4 separate regions of the Mus musculus genome follow, and regions 2, 3 and 4 are each linked to region 1. The links are chromatin contacts, called in public HiChIP or PLAC-seq maps. All regions are on one chromosome and are shown on one strand. Each heading gives the region's core, a stretch centred on a gene start, on an enhancer-like site or on the middle of the called end of the contact. The rest is flanking DNA. Distances are from core to core; before and after follow the strand shown.

Region 1 (2,871 bases), core at 142-2,641:
AAAGAAGTCTTACTCAAGAAAAACCTTAAGCCTGAAAGGTTCCCCCACCCACCCACCCCCACCCCCAGTTACAAAAGGTAATAAAGGGGCTCAATTCCAACCAAAGTGGAAAAATTAAATTACTATCCGCCATCTCTTAAAACCAAGGATGCTTGTGAATAGCTACAGTTTCAAATTAAATATATGGATACCTAGCGTATCTGATGTCTATTGTCTATCACATGAGGGGTCAGCAATCAGGCCCTCGGTGGAAGAGTGACACTGGTCATTTGGTGGCAATTTCGAAGTGATTATTATGAGCAGACTTGTTCAACATTTCCTCTCAGATGATTCCTCTACGACAAACACAGCATGCCATTCTGCTTTTAAGTCCTTGCCTTGATGATCACCTTGCTTTAACGGGGCTGGCTCAGGACTTGAGCTACTACATGGGCCTAGGGGGATTTCAGAGGTCGGCCCGAATGCTACAATCAACTCTGGAGTCTGGAAGGGGCAAGGGACAAACCGCAGGACTGAGGGGAGAGGGCAGCAGGCGATTCAAACTTGACGCTGTGAGCCGAGCTGCCTGCGCTCCACTCGGGGAGAGTCCCCTGCCTCGGCTCTCGCCCTTCGTTCCCCCTGTGTTTTCACGACACAAAGCCACTCAGACTTGCCGCATTAACTTTTCTGCTTCCGTGCGGGTCGCTCGCGGGCTTTCCGCGCAGGGCGTGGGCCACCTGTTCTGCCAGCACCATCCCTACCTCCACCTCCTCCTTTGTGGCCGCGGCAATGTCACAGCCCTTACAGGCGTGGGGGAGGGGAGCGGTCGCGAACTCCGCGGCGGACGCCTTTCCCCTCCGAGAACCACGACGCCCTCCGGCCACCGGGTCCGAGCACCTCCCGCCGCGACCTCCCCCGGGGCCCCGCAGCCCGGCCAGGGGAAGCGGCGTCCCCGCACAGCCCGCGCGCCCGACAAGTTGAGCCGGGCGCGGGGCGCCAGGCGCGGATGCCGGGTGCAGCAGAGGCCGGGCGCGGAGGCCGGGCGAGCGCGGAGGGCCCGCCGCGGCCGGGAGGAGGAAGGAAAGCCGCCCCGTCCGGGAAACGGCGGCCGCCCGACCTCGGCGCCCCGCGCCCGCCGCCCCGAGCCGGCTTCATTCAGCGCCGCGGCCCCGCCCGGCCGCGCCGAGCTCCGCACCGGGCAGCGGCCCAGGAGCGCCGCCCGCGCCCTACCTCTCTCCGCGCCGCGGAGCCGCCGCGCCTCAGGCTCCCGCCGCCGCCTTCAGGCCCGCGCCGCGCTCGCTCCGGGTCCGAAATGGCGCGGGAGCGGGACTCCGGGCCGAGCCGCCGCCGCCTTCCCCTGCCGTCTCAGCCGCCGCCACAGCGCTGCCGCCTCAGCCGCCGCGGCCGCCGCCTGCCGAATCGAGCCCGGAGTGCGCGATGGGCCCGGCAGGCGGGCGGGCGGCCGCAGAGCAGGCCGATCGATGCGCTCGGTGCTCCGCGCTGCCTCGGCCGCGCGCGCGGGAGGGAGGGAAGGAGGGAGGGAGGGAGCGGCCGCAGCGCTGGGAGCCCAGGAGAGCGAGGGCGGGAAGCGGCGGCCAGGACGGGCCCGGGCGGGGGCGCGCGAGGGTGGTGCCGAGAGGGCGTCGGCCAACGCGGACCCCGACCCGGGGCTGGCGCTCCCGATAGCCCCGCCTCGCCGCTCGTTCGCACGCGGCCGCCCGCCCCGCTGCTGCTCCTCCGGGCGCGCGCGGCGCCGCCGGGGGCGGACCCCAGCCGCTGGCCTCGCGGTCCCTTGGCCGGACTGTCCGAAGCCTGCAGGCTCCCAACCCGGACCTCCTCTTTTTGTTTTGAGACAGGGTCTCTCTGTGTAGACCAGGCTGGCCTTCTGCCCGGATACCACATGGAGAGCCGCTTTGTAGGAAGTGCCCTCGCTCCACAGGACAGATCCGAGGAGACTTCTCAGGACGCCAGGTAGAAGACATTCATTCATCAGTTACCACCGCAGAGTTAAACAGGGAGGCAAATAAGCGTGCGTTCCTCTAGACCGCACTGATGCCCCTTCTAAAAAATGCCATCAGTTGAGGCCTGGAGAGCCAGGGCCCCCGCCCAAAAGACTGCCCATCCACCCACCCACCGACCGCCGTCTGTCCTCACAGCCCCATCACCAGCCACGCGTGAAACTGTTACACTAGCTCTCTGAAGTGATGTCACTCTTCTTGCACCCTACCTCTCCCTCCCAGCACCAGGTGGGAGGCCCGGGAAACAGGAGGAAGACAGGGAAAGAAAGAACGTGCCTACTCTGTGTCAAGTTAACTGCTAAATGTTTTTGCACATAGCGTATTTAATTATCACAACGCCCCCGCGAGTTAAACATCATCTCGACTATTTTACAGATGAAGGAAGAAATTTACGGAAAGGAAGAAATGGCGGCCACATTCACACTGTTAAGCTGAAGGAAAGATACTAACTCAGTATCTCAGTCTGCCTTGAGCTCCCGCGTGGCTCACAGTTCAAGAACATAAAGGCAAAATTCTAAAATTCTATGCTGCCTTTGACCACTTGCTACCTTACCTTACCTTCGTGTTTCACCTTGACTCCTGGCTGCTCCGAGAATGGGGAGGTTGGCCTTTTCCTCTGAGACTGTCCTCAAAAACTGTCTCCTAACTACCAATGCCCAGAGCTTCCTATATCATAGGCTTTAAGCCTTGTTTAAATGTCTCATTTCTTAAGTGAGAGCTTCCATAAAGAGCGTCTTTGGGACTGCAGTCTCCCCTCAGTCCCCGAACACTACTCCTAGTTTTCTCCAGGACACTCACCACCATTTAATGCTTTAGTATTTCATTTTAATTCTCTTTGGTTTTTGTTTGTTTTGAGAGGGTCTCTATGGAAGAG
Region 2 (2,993 bases), core at 71-2,570, 570 kb after region 1:
ACTGTGAAAAGCTGCATAAGCAATTTCCTGATTGAGTCACTGAGGAGTCATGTGGTAAGGTACCATGTTAGAAGCGCAGAAGAGACAGCCAAAGGTGAGGGGCTGAGGGGGCAGGCAGCTGTGGGGGCTTAGGCATTAAAAAGTCCACACAGGACGCCAACAGCTACCAGGAAATAAGGACTCAACAGGATAAGAGAGCTCAATGGAGCAGCTTCCTGAGCAAGCACTCATGGGAACCTCTCTGATGTGAGTGGGCTGTGGAATACTGTAGCATCTTCTTGAGAATATTTTAGGGTGGCAAGGTTGCACGTAAGGGCACTTGTTACTAAGTGAAATAAGACAGCCTTTTAAAATATATTTATATATTTATTTTTATAGATTATATATTTTTATTTATATAATATATATTTGTGTATTTTATATAATGTATATTTGATATATATTTAATTTTATGTGTATGAATTTTGTGCCTGCATGTATGTATATACACCATGTGTGTGCCTGATGCCAACAGAGGCTAGAGAGGAACATGTGTTAGATCCCCTGGAACTGGAGTTACAGGTGGTTTTAAGTTGCCAGGTGAACAGGGAGGGCTTCATGTTGCTTTTCTCGTCCCTGTTTTGGGCACGGGTACATATATGTGCCTTGGAGAGAGATAAGTTGTATTAAAAGACAGATCTGTGGGTGCGTCCTGTCCTCTGCAAAAGAGAAAGTGAGTCCTCGCCCATGTCAGATCACGTGGACTCATGAGACCACAGGTTGCACATTCTCACACATTCCGCACTGCACTCCATGTGGCCTGGCCCCTTCTTCAGTCTCCTGGCAACAGCACAGTGGTGGGGATGTAAGGAGAGGCCTGCCAGCAGCGGACTGAGGCCTGGCCCCTTCTCACCCACACCCCTCCCACTCTGACGCTTTGTCATCTCATTGGTGCAAGCAATCTGCCTATCCACAGAAGGTCCTGCTTGGCCTATGACCCTGTGGCCTTGCCTCACAGCCAGGGTCAGGAATCAGCATATTCAAAGATCTGATCTCTGCCTTTTCCTGCTTGCATATCTGACATGAATGTTAGACACAGACACTCAAGTTGGAGGTGGGTGAGTTTTTATTTCTCAATAGACTCACTTCAGAATTCACTCCCATTCCTAAGTTGGACTTCCATCTTTGGCACAGATACATGGGAAACACAATCTAATGAAAAGTAAGATTAAATACTCTTGTCCAAATAAAAGTCTAAGGTCATCTTCTCTGCCTCCTAAGAGCACCAATGCAAACTGCCAGACGGTAGTTTAGCCTGTGGTGACTCTCCATGTTTGCTGTTTGCCACAACTATGTGCATGCCTGATAGCCTCTCTCCTCAGCCTCTGTCAACCCTGTCAGGAAGCTCCTGACTGCTGTCTCACAGAGATTGCATATACGAAGAGCTGGGACTTGCCTGCATGGAGCTTGCAGGGAAAGACTGAGTCCGTGTGTCGTTTCCCCCACCCCCCACCCCCAGCCTGGATCTTCAACTTCCACAAGTCTCCAGTATGTTCACAGAGGCTCCTTCCCAGGACTTCCCACTACAGGGCAGCAAGGTTTCACTGCCTAGTCATCTGGTGCCCTCTACAGGAAGACACTTTGTTGGCTATGTTTCAACCTAAATGTCCCCAGGATTGTCTTTATGGGTCCAATGCTTCATCCTGTGGCTCTGTGAAGATTAGCTGTACTTGTAACCATCCTGGAAGGGCTGAAGATAGTCTAAGGACATGTCTGTGCTCCTTGCTTGGCTACTGGACTATTGAAGAAGTGGAAGAAATCGGAACTCCTCTCACCCCCAGAAATCTCAAGCTGGGAGAAAAGAATCCCTTAGAGCCCGGGCCAGCCAGCGGGGAAACTTTTCTTCTGAGAAAAAATTCACAGTTGTGTAGACCACCTTACAGAAAGGAGAACAAAGAGTCAGAGGCAGCTGCGCCACCCCTGGACCAGAGCTGCCTGTGTGTGCACAGCCTGCTACTGTATTTAAAACTTAACCTGAAATCAAGACCCTGGGGCTGCTAAAACCCTCTTCCCAGTGTGGTATATCAAGTGCACTCCCTTTTTCTGTTTCTCACAATTAGTCTGCCTGTCTTGATTGCTCACTCAAGACTAATAGCTGAACCTGGTTTGTCCTGACCTGACAGAGGCCAACTCCCTGAGTCCAAAGCATGATCATCCACAGATCCCATCATCCTAAAGTCTAACATGGCTTCATGCTCTAAATTTCACTTAAAAGTCTTTTCTTTTTAATTTATATATAAGAATCATATTGGGAGAAGTTCTGCTATGGGTGTAAGTATTCTAATTTTAATTTACATATCTTCAAAAACTCTTTCTGTATCCAATGTGTAGCCTTCTTGCTTTTTCTTTACCTGTATTGCAAGTTTTTATTTTTACTTAGTTCCCTTGAGAGAAACATTGGACCTGGAGCTCCACAGGACCTATCTATGCACGCATGTTCACAAACACATGTACATAAACAAGGGCTCTCAAACGTGCACACACACACACAAATAGAGCTGGGGTACAAACACCACCAGGCTCTAGGATGACTTCTGCTGTTGGCAGAGCCTTGAATGGTCAGCTGCTCCCCAGGGCTTTTTGCATAGGCATTTAGTTCCGATTCTCCCAGGTCTGAAAATGAGTCCCATTCTGAATATTCCCAAGGCACCCATCCCTACTGATATGTATTGTTGTTTTAAAGGTGTGTAGTTAGCTTAGCTTCCTGCTTCAGTATCATGCTCTCTGGTCCCATCTGTGACTCCATGGTACTTGCTACATCTTTACAGAGATCAGTTACTGTATACACAGACCTTCCATGAAAGACAGTATTTTGATCACATTTTAAAACACACAAACCCCCTGTTCTCTCCTCCTCATTCTTGATTTCTCTTAAAACTTGCCCAATCAACATGCCCTACACAGGAAGATGGTCTCTGGCCATGCCATCTTGTGACTGTAAAATGTCCCCTCTA
Region 3 (2,750 bases), core at 246-2,745, 680 kb after region 1:
CTGCCTCTGCCTCTCGAGTGCTGGGATTAAAGGCGTGAGCCACCACTCCCCACTGGGACTATTTCTTAGTAGCTGCACACTGTACTTTGTCCTAAATGGTACTGCACGAAGGTATACAAAACCTTACCCATTTAAAGTTTGAGAATAGGTTGAGATCGTTTCGGCCCCAAGACCTCTAATCATTCGCTTTACCGGATAAAACTGCGTACGTCGGGAAAAGAGCGAGAGCGCCAGCTATCCTGAGGGAAACTTCGGAGGGAACCAGCTACTAGATGGTTCGATTAGTCTTTCGCCCCTATACCCAGGTCGGACGACCGATTTGCACGTCAGGACCGCTACGGACCTCCACCAGAGTTTCCTCTGGCTTCGCCCTGCCCAGGCATAGTTCACCATCTTTCGGGAAATAACCAGGTTTACCCATCTCTTCTGAGCCTCCTGGAGAGCACCAGATCTATAGCTGCCTGTCCTAGCACATTGCAAGTGCTAAAAGTAGCCCTTAAAGGTTGCCTGGGTGCAACTGTCCATCTCTATCCAGCATGCCAACACCCCCTGGACATTTAGCAAGTGTGAAGACTCACTGGGAGCCTCATAGACACTATTATTTAAACACAGGGTGGTGCACACTTGTGATCCCAGCACTTGGGAGGTGGAGACAGGAGGATTAAAAAGTCAAGGTCTTCTGTGGATACACGGCAAGTCTGAACCCAGCCTGGGCTGCATGGGACAGTCGCAAGATATAAATGAGAACAAAGGGCTTTTAAAGACAAACAAGCATGCGAGGTGTCATGATTAGCCCAGCCTCTCTACAAACAGTTATTTCATTGTTGAGTTTTAATTAATTATTATTGTGTGCAGCCATGTGTATGGTCTGAGAGTCACACGTGTGGAGGTCAAGGGTTCATCTCTGAGGAGTCATAGATAGCTTCCACTGTGGATCCTGGAAATCAAAATGAGGTCAGCAGGTTTTCCCAGCTCAGTCACCTCACTGGCCAGGAACAATTATTTTGAATGCGAGTACCTCAATAAGAAAAGAAGTTTTTTATTTTTCTTTTCTGGTTTTTTGTTTGTTTTTCTCTTTCCTTCCTTCCTTCTTCCTTCCTCCCTCCCCCCTCCCTCCCTCCTTGCTCCTTTCTCTCACCCTCCCTCCTTTCCTCCAGTGCTCCCTCTCTTTCTCCCTCCCTTTCTTCCTTGTCGGTTGGATTACATTAAAAAAAAAAAAAAAAAAAAAAGCTCAATTTAACTTTTGTCAATGACTCCACAGCTTTTATTTAGTGCAGCCGAGCCCATTTTGGATTCAGTGATCTATTAATTAAACACAAGCGGTTTAAGCATTCATCACCTTGTCTTGTACTTCCTGGAAACAAAAAAGTAAAGCAGGCTGGCATTCCCATCACACAGGCCCTGGGCGCCAGGTCCCTGTGCGTTGGCAGTTGGCGACCCCCCTCGGGTCCCCCTCCTGCCAGTGTTTTCCACTTTTGCTCAGCCCAGTCTCAGCAGACTGGGCAGGCCCAGCAGCAAGGCCCAGGCGCAGGCACCACCGAGGGAACATGGGGCGCAAGCCGAGCCCCAGGGCTCAGGAGCTGCCTGAGGAGGAGGCGCGGACCTGCTGTGGCTGCCGCTTCCCGCTGCTGCTGGCACTGCTGCAGCTGGCGTTGGGCATCGCGGTGACCGTGCTGGGCTTCCTCATGGCGAGCATCAGCCCCTCCCTGCTAGTCAGAGATACTCCGTTCTGGGCTGGGATCATTGTAAGCATCAAGTCTGTTCGGCCTAAGCACCAGCGGGCATGCGAGCCGCATGGTGGAGTGGAGACTAACCCAGCTGCATGCGCCCCCACCCTGGCTGCACCCCTAACTGCTTGGAGATTGACTTTGGGCACACTTGGGCTCCCCAGAGGAAGGCTGGGAGCAGGATTCTGGCTTTCGCCTGCCTGAGGCTTCTTGCTCCTCCCAGGGCTCTGACTCAGTCTACAGGGGAGGCCCCGTGGACATCTCGCATAGCCTCAAAGATAACTGCAGGCCCACCCTGTGTGGCTTGGTCCTTGTCTCATTCCCCAGGCCCCACGTGCGTCTGCATAAGTAGCACTGAATGAAGTTCATCCTGGGAAAAGCAGGGTAGGAAAACCTTAAGTTGGAGTTGCCACACTGGCTTTGTTAAACTACAGTTCCCTTGTAAGAGTCATGAATCACTTTCCTAAGGCAGGGCTGGAGACGACTGCAAGCACAGGCTTAATCCACACAGTGTAAGGTGGGCTGAAGCTTTGCTGGCTCCAGTGGAGTTCATTTGGGGTTGTACTAATGCCAGATGCACAGTACTCTGTTGGTGTGTGAGTTCTTGAAAGTAAAATAGATACGGCGTACGGAATACCTACTGTATGCCGGCTCTGCCAGAGATCTCCCCTGTGTTTGTAACTTCACATCTTATGGGACAGTCCTCAAGTTAGAGAAACCAGGCTGGCCCCGCCCAAGGTCATGAGCTGGGAAAGCAAAGGCAGGACTGGCTTCTCTGTAGCCGAATTCTGGCTATGCTAATACTTACCTTATTATCTAAAGCCAATGCTAAATTCTCAGGCTGTCTCGTTTGACCCATGCAACGGTGGGGATTGTTATTCCACTCTGGACACGGGGAAGCCCATTAAGATACCTGACGTCCTCAAGCCCAGAAGGTAAACGTGGCAGAGTCAGGAGAAATGAACATGGCCCCTTGGCCTTCCAGCTCCCCTCTATCCTTACTGTTGCTGACCACACACACAC
Region 4 (2,729 bases), core at 57-2,556, 520 kb after region 1:
GTGAGTGTGGCAGACACGGACTGCGTCAGCTCTCGTCCTGTAGCCAAGGCTTCTCTGACTCCCTCGCGCCTCACATTCTCCAAGCATTAGGCAATGGAGTGCTCGGTGCTGCCAGGCGTTCCCTTCTCAAGGAGCCAGGGGCTCATTCGTTCTCCCAAGGAGAAGTGTGGCAGGGTTTTGTTTTTATTCTCTAAAACTAACTCTCCAGGTCTCCTTCAGCATTTTTAGCCCTCACTTTAGGCAGTTTTCCAAATGCCAAACTGGTAACTAACTGTACAGGCAATTCCTGTGCTGTTGCAGGGAGCTCTGGGCAGCAGGGAAGGAGGGTGAGAAGAGCACTCTGGGCCATTAAGTGGTCTTTAAAGAAACAACTGAATTCCTTTTCCAAAGACACAAAGTGTTAGGTGAAACTACAGAAACCCACCCCTTCCAAGTGACTGGGATCAGAGGACAGAGTGGTAAGAGCCCACAGAACACTGTCAGGAGAACAGCCTGTGTGTCTTGTTTTTTTAGGACAGTAAGTTAACGTGGGGGAATTCATTATTTTTAAGGTAGAAATTGACCACCACTCTAAGAACACTGAGAGTGTTTTCAGCCTGCGTTAGCCCCGCAGGATAGCAGTGTGGTTCTGCCTTGCTGGCCTACTACCTCACAAGGCTGGCCTACTACCTCACAAGGCTGGCCTACTACCTCACAAGGCTGGCCTACTACCTCACAAGGCTGGCCTACTACCTCACAAGGCTGGCCTACTACCTCACAAGGCTGGCATACTACCTCACAAGGCTGGCATACTACCTCACAAGGCTGGCCTACTACCTCACAAGGCTGGCATACTACCTCACAAGGCTGGCATACTACCTCACAAGGCTGGCGTACTACCTCACAAGGCTGGCATACTACCTCACAAGGCTGGCATACTACCTCACAAGGCTGGCATACTACCTCACAAGGCTGGCGTACTACCTCACAAGGCTGGCATACTACCTCACAAGGCTGGCATACTACCTCACAAGGCTGGCATATTACCTCACAAGGCTGGCATACTACCTCACAAGGCTGGCATACTACCTCACAAGGCTGGCCCTGCTCAAGAGCCCTGCAGGGAGGGTCAGAAGCTAGGTCAGCCCGTGTGTCTGGCCGGTTCCTCAGAAACCGTTCGGAGTTTCAGGAGGCGTGTGTAGCTATGTTCAGTGGGGACTCAGGGACTGTCCTTTGCAACATGCTGATTTAAAGAACTACAGTGTTAGGTGGCACCACGCCACTGCGTTAGGATGCCCAGCCAAGCTTGCATTGACAAATAAGTTTGCCTGCCTGTACTTCCCATTGCTGCCTCTGAGAGCAGAGGAGCCACAGGGTGCAGCTAGGAAGGCGTGTGGCTTTGTCCTTAGTTGTCTGCGACATCCTCGGTGGCACTGAACCGTCCTGAGAGGCCTTTTAAGTGCAAAGCTCCCAGCAATCTCCTTTAGTGCACGCAACCAAGTTATGAATTAGGTTGCTTTTGGTATACCTGCTCCATCATCTTGGCTCCGTCTCTCAAACATGACTTACTGGTCTCAGGAGAAAAAGCAGCCTGACCTTGTTTGTGGCAGGTGAATCACTTATAAGCGAGCTGTTCATATTTTACAGGTGAGTAAACTCTTTAAGGACACCAATCAGAGTACCATGCCATAAATTCCTTAGCCCTTTATTCATTAGTGATTACATGACCTTCAGAGGTCTCATTTAAATTAATCTTCTGAAAAAAATGCATAGCCTCAGAACCTTCTAGTAGAGCTCCTAAGTCTACAGTTCTCCTTCCTTGCTGGTTCGGTTCTCATGCAGAGCCTGCTACGTGTTTTGCATTAGAGGAAACCCTAGTACCACAAGTGTTGAGAGTGAGGCAGTGATTGCAGCAGGGCCGCTGATCACATCCGTGTGCTCACCGAAGCCTGTGGCGTCCTGTCCGTAGTCCTGCTGTGTACTGAGGCCGGGCCGGGAAGCCTGCTCAGCAGTGCAGCTGCCGAGTGACTCTGTAATCACATCACAGCGCAGAGTCCGGCCCACAGCTGCCTCCTGGGCAGCAGGACTAGAGTGTGGGCTCTGTGCACAGGGCTATGGTTGAGGCTTCCTGCTGGGGGTGGGGCACGTGCATGGGGATTTGAACGACTGGGGATGGGTTTATTTGCATCCCTCAGGTTACGCAGGGGAGGATTAGATGGCTTACCTGGAATTTGCTGCTGAAGAGTTTTCCATTATTGCTGTTTTCTGTAATTCTTGACTAAATACCTTGAGATTCCTTTGACTTTTACCTTTCTCCCCTTCTTTATAAGATGCAGCTTTGCCTGTTGATACATTCCACAGAGCTGGGGTGTAGCTGTACACTCACCAGCCTGCCTGGCAGCCACCATAGGACATAGTCACTGTGGAGAGCATGGCCTCCCTGTGTCTTTCAGGTGCAGAAGCAACCCCCCTTTCTTTTAAATTCATTTTTTTACACTTCATATTCCATCCCCCCATCCACCCTCTGATTACTCCACATCCCACCCCTCCTCCCCACTCCTCCTGTCTCCACATGGAGGCCCCCACCCCCCACCCCATCTGACCTCTAAACTCCCTGGGGCCTCCAGTCTCTTGAGGGTTAGGTGCATCATCTCTGAATGAACACAGACCCAAAGGCCTCTACTGTATGTGTATTGGGGGCCTCATATTAGCTTGTGTATGCTGTCTGTTTGGTGGTCCAGTGTTGGAGA

The links. HiChIP or PLAC-seq counts read pairs in DNA pulled down with a chosen protein or histone mark.
Region 2: an H3K4me3 HiChIP or PLAC-seq map of neural tube shows a contact between it and region 1, with 5 times the contacts expected there. The contact joins the enhancer-like site here to the promoter of Kras in region 1. A contact is called at or near these places in 7 of 39 promoter capture datasets (the HPC-7 cell line, cranial neural crest, embryonic stem cells and 4 more), 7 of 484 Hi-C or Micro-C datasets (the AML12 cell line, the N1E-115 cell line, cerebellum and 4 more), 5 of 115 datasets of contacts at active chromatin or transcription factors (craniofacial prominence, embryonic forebrain, forebrain and 2 more) and 1 of 9 other capture datasets (embryonic stem cells).
Region 3: a FOXA1 HiChIP or PLAC-seq map of pancreatic cancer cells shows a contact between it and region 1. The contact joins the promoter of Sspn here to the promoter of Kras in region 1. A contact is called at or near these places in 1 of 39 promoter capture datasets (cranial neural crest) and 1 of 115 datasets of contacts at active chromatin or transcription factors (pancreatic cancer cells).
Region 4: a contact with region 1 is called in an HNF4G HiChIP or PLAC-seq map of pancreatic cancer cells. The contact joins the enhancer-like site here to the promoter of Kras in region 1. A contact is called at or near these places in 3 of 115 datasets of contacts at active chromatin or transcription factors (bone marrow-derived macrophages, embryonic stem cells and pancreatic cancer cells) and 1 of 9 other capture datasets (macrophages).

The regions. Positions count from the first base shown.
Region 1 is chr6:145,248,840-145,251,710 of GRCm38.p6, forward strand. It overlaps Kras (Kirsten rat sarcoma viral oncogene homolog), which reads right to left and starts at 1,392. Exons shown (of 5, transcript NM_021284.6): 1 at 1,210-1,392. Gm15706 (predicted gene 15706) reads left to right here and starts at 1,690. Exons shown (of 2, transcript NR_045598.2): 1 at 1,690-1,950; 2 at 2,373-2,871.
Region 2 is chr6:145,822,426-145,825,418 of GRCm38.p6, forward strand. No RefSeq gene overlaps it. Among named protein-coding and RNA genes, the nearest start is that of Gm38927, 18 kb to the right of the region's middle. Within about 2 kb of position 1,321, at least 35 of the 459 cell types and tissues checked have an H3K27ac peak or open chromatin away from gene starts, as enhancers often do. A contact at or near this core is called in the AML12 cell line, neural tube and palatal mesenchyme, where this site is marked.
Region 3 is chr6:145,932,627-145,935,376 of GRCm38.p6, forward strand. Sspn (sarcospan) reads left to right here and starts at 1,496. Exons shown (of 3, transcript NM_010656.3): 1 at 1,496-1,745. The coding sequence starts at 1,548.
Region 4 is chr6:145,768,810-145,771,538 of GRCm38.p6, forward strand. All of the region lies in intron 1 of Rassf8 (Ras association (RalGDS/AF-6) domain family (N-terminal) member 8), which reads left to right. Among named protein-coding and RNA genes, the nearest start is that of Gm15704, 22 kb to the left of the region's middle. Within about 2 kb of position 1,307, at least 56 of the 459 cell types and tissues checked have an H3K27ac peak or open chromatin away from gene starts, as enhancers often do. A contact at or near this core is called in pancreatic cancer cells, where this site is marked.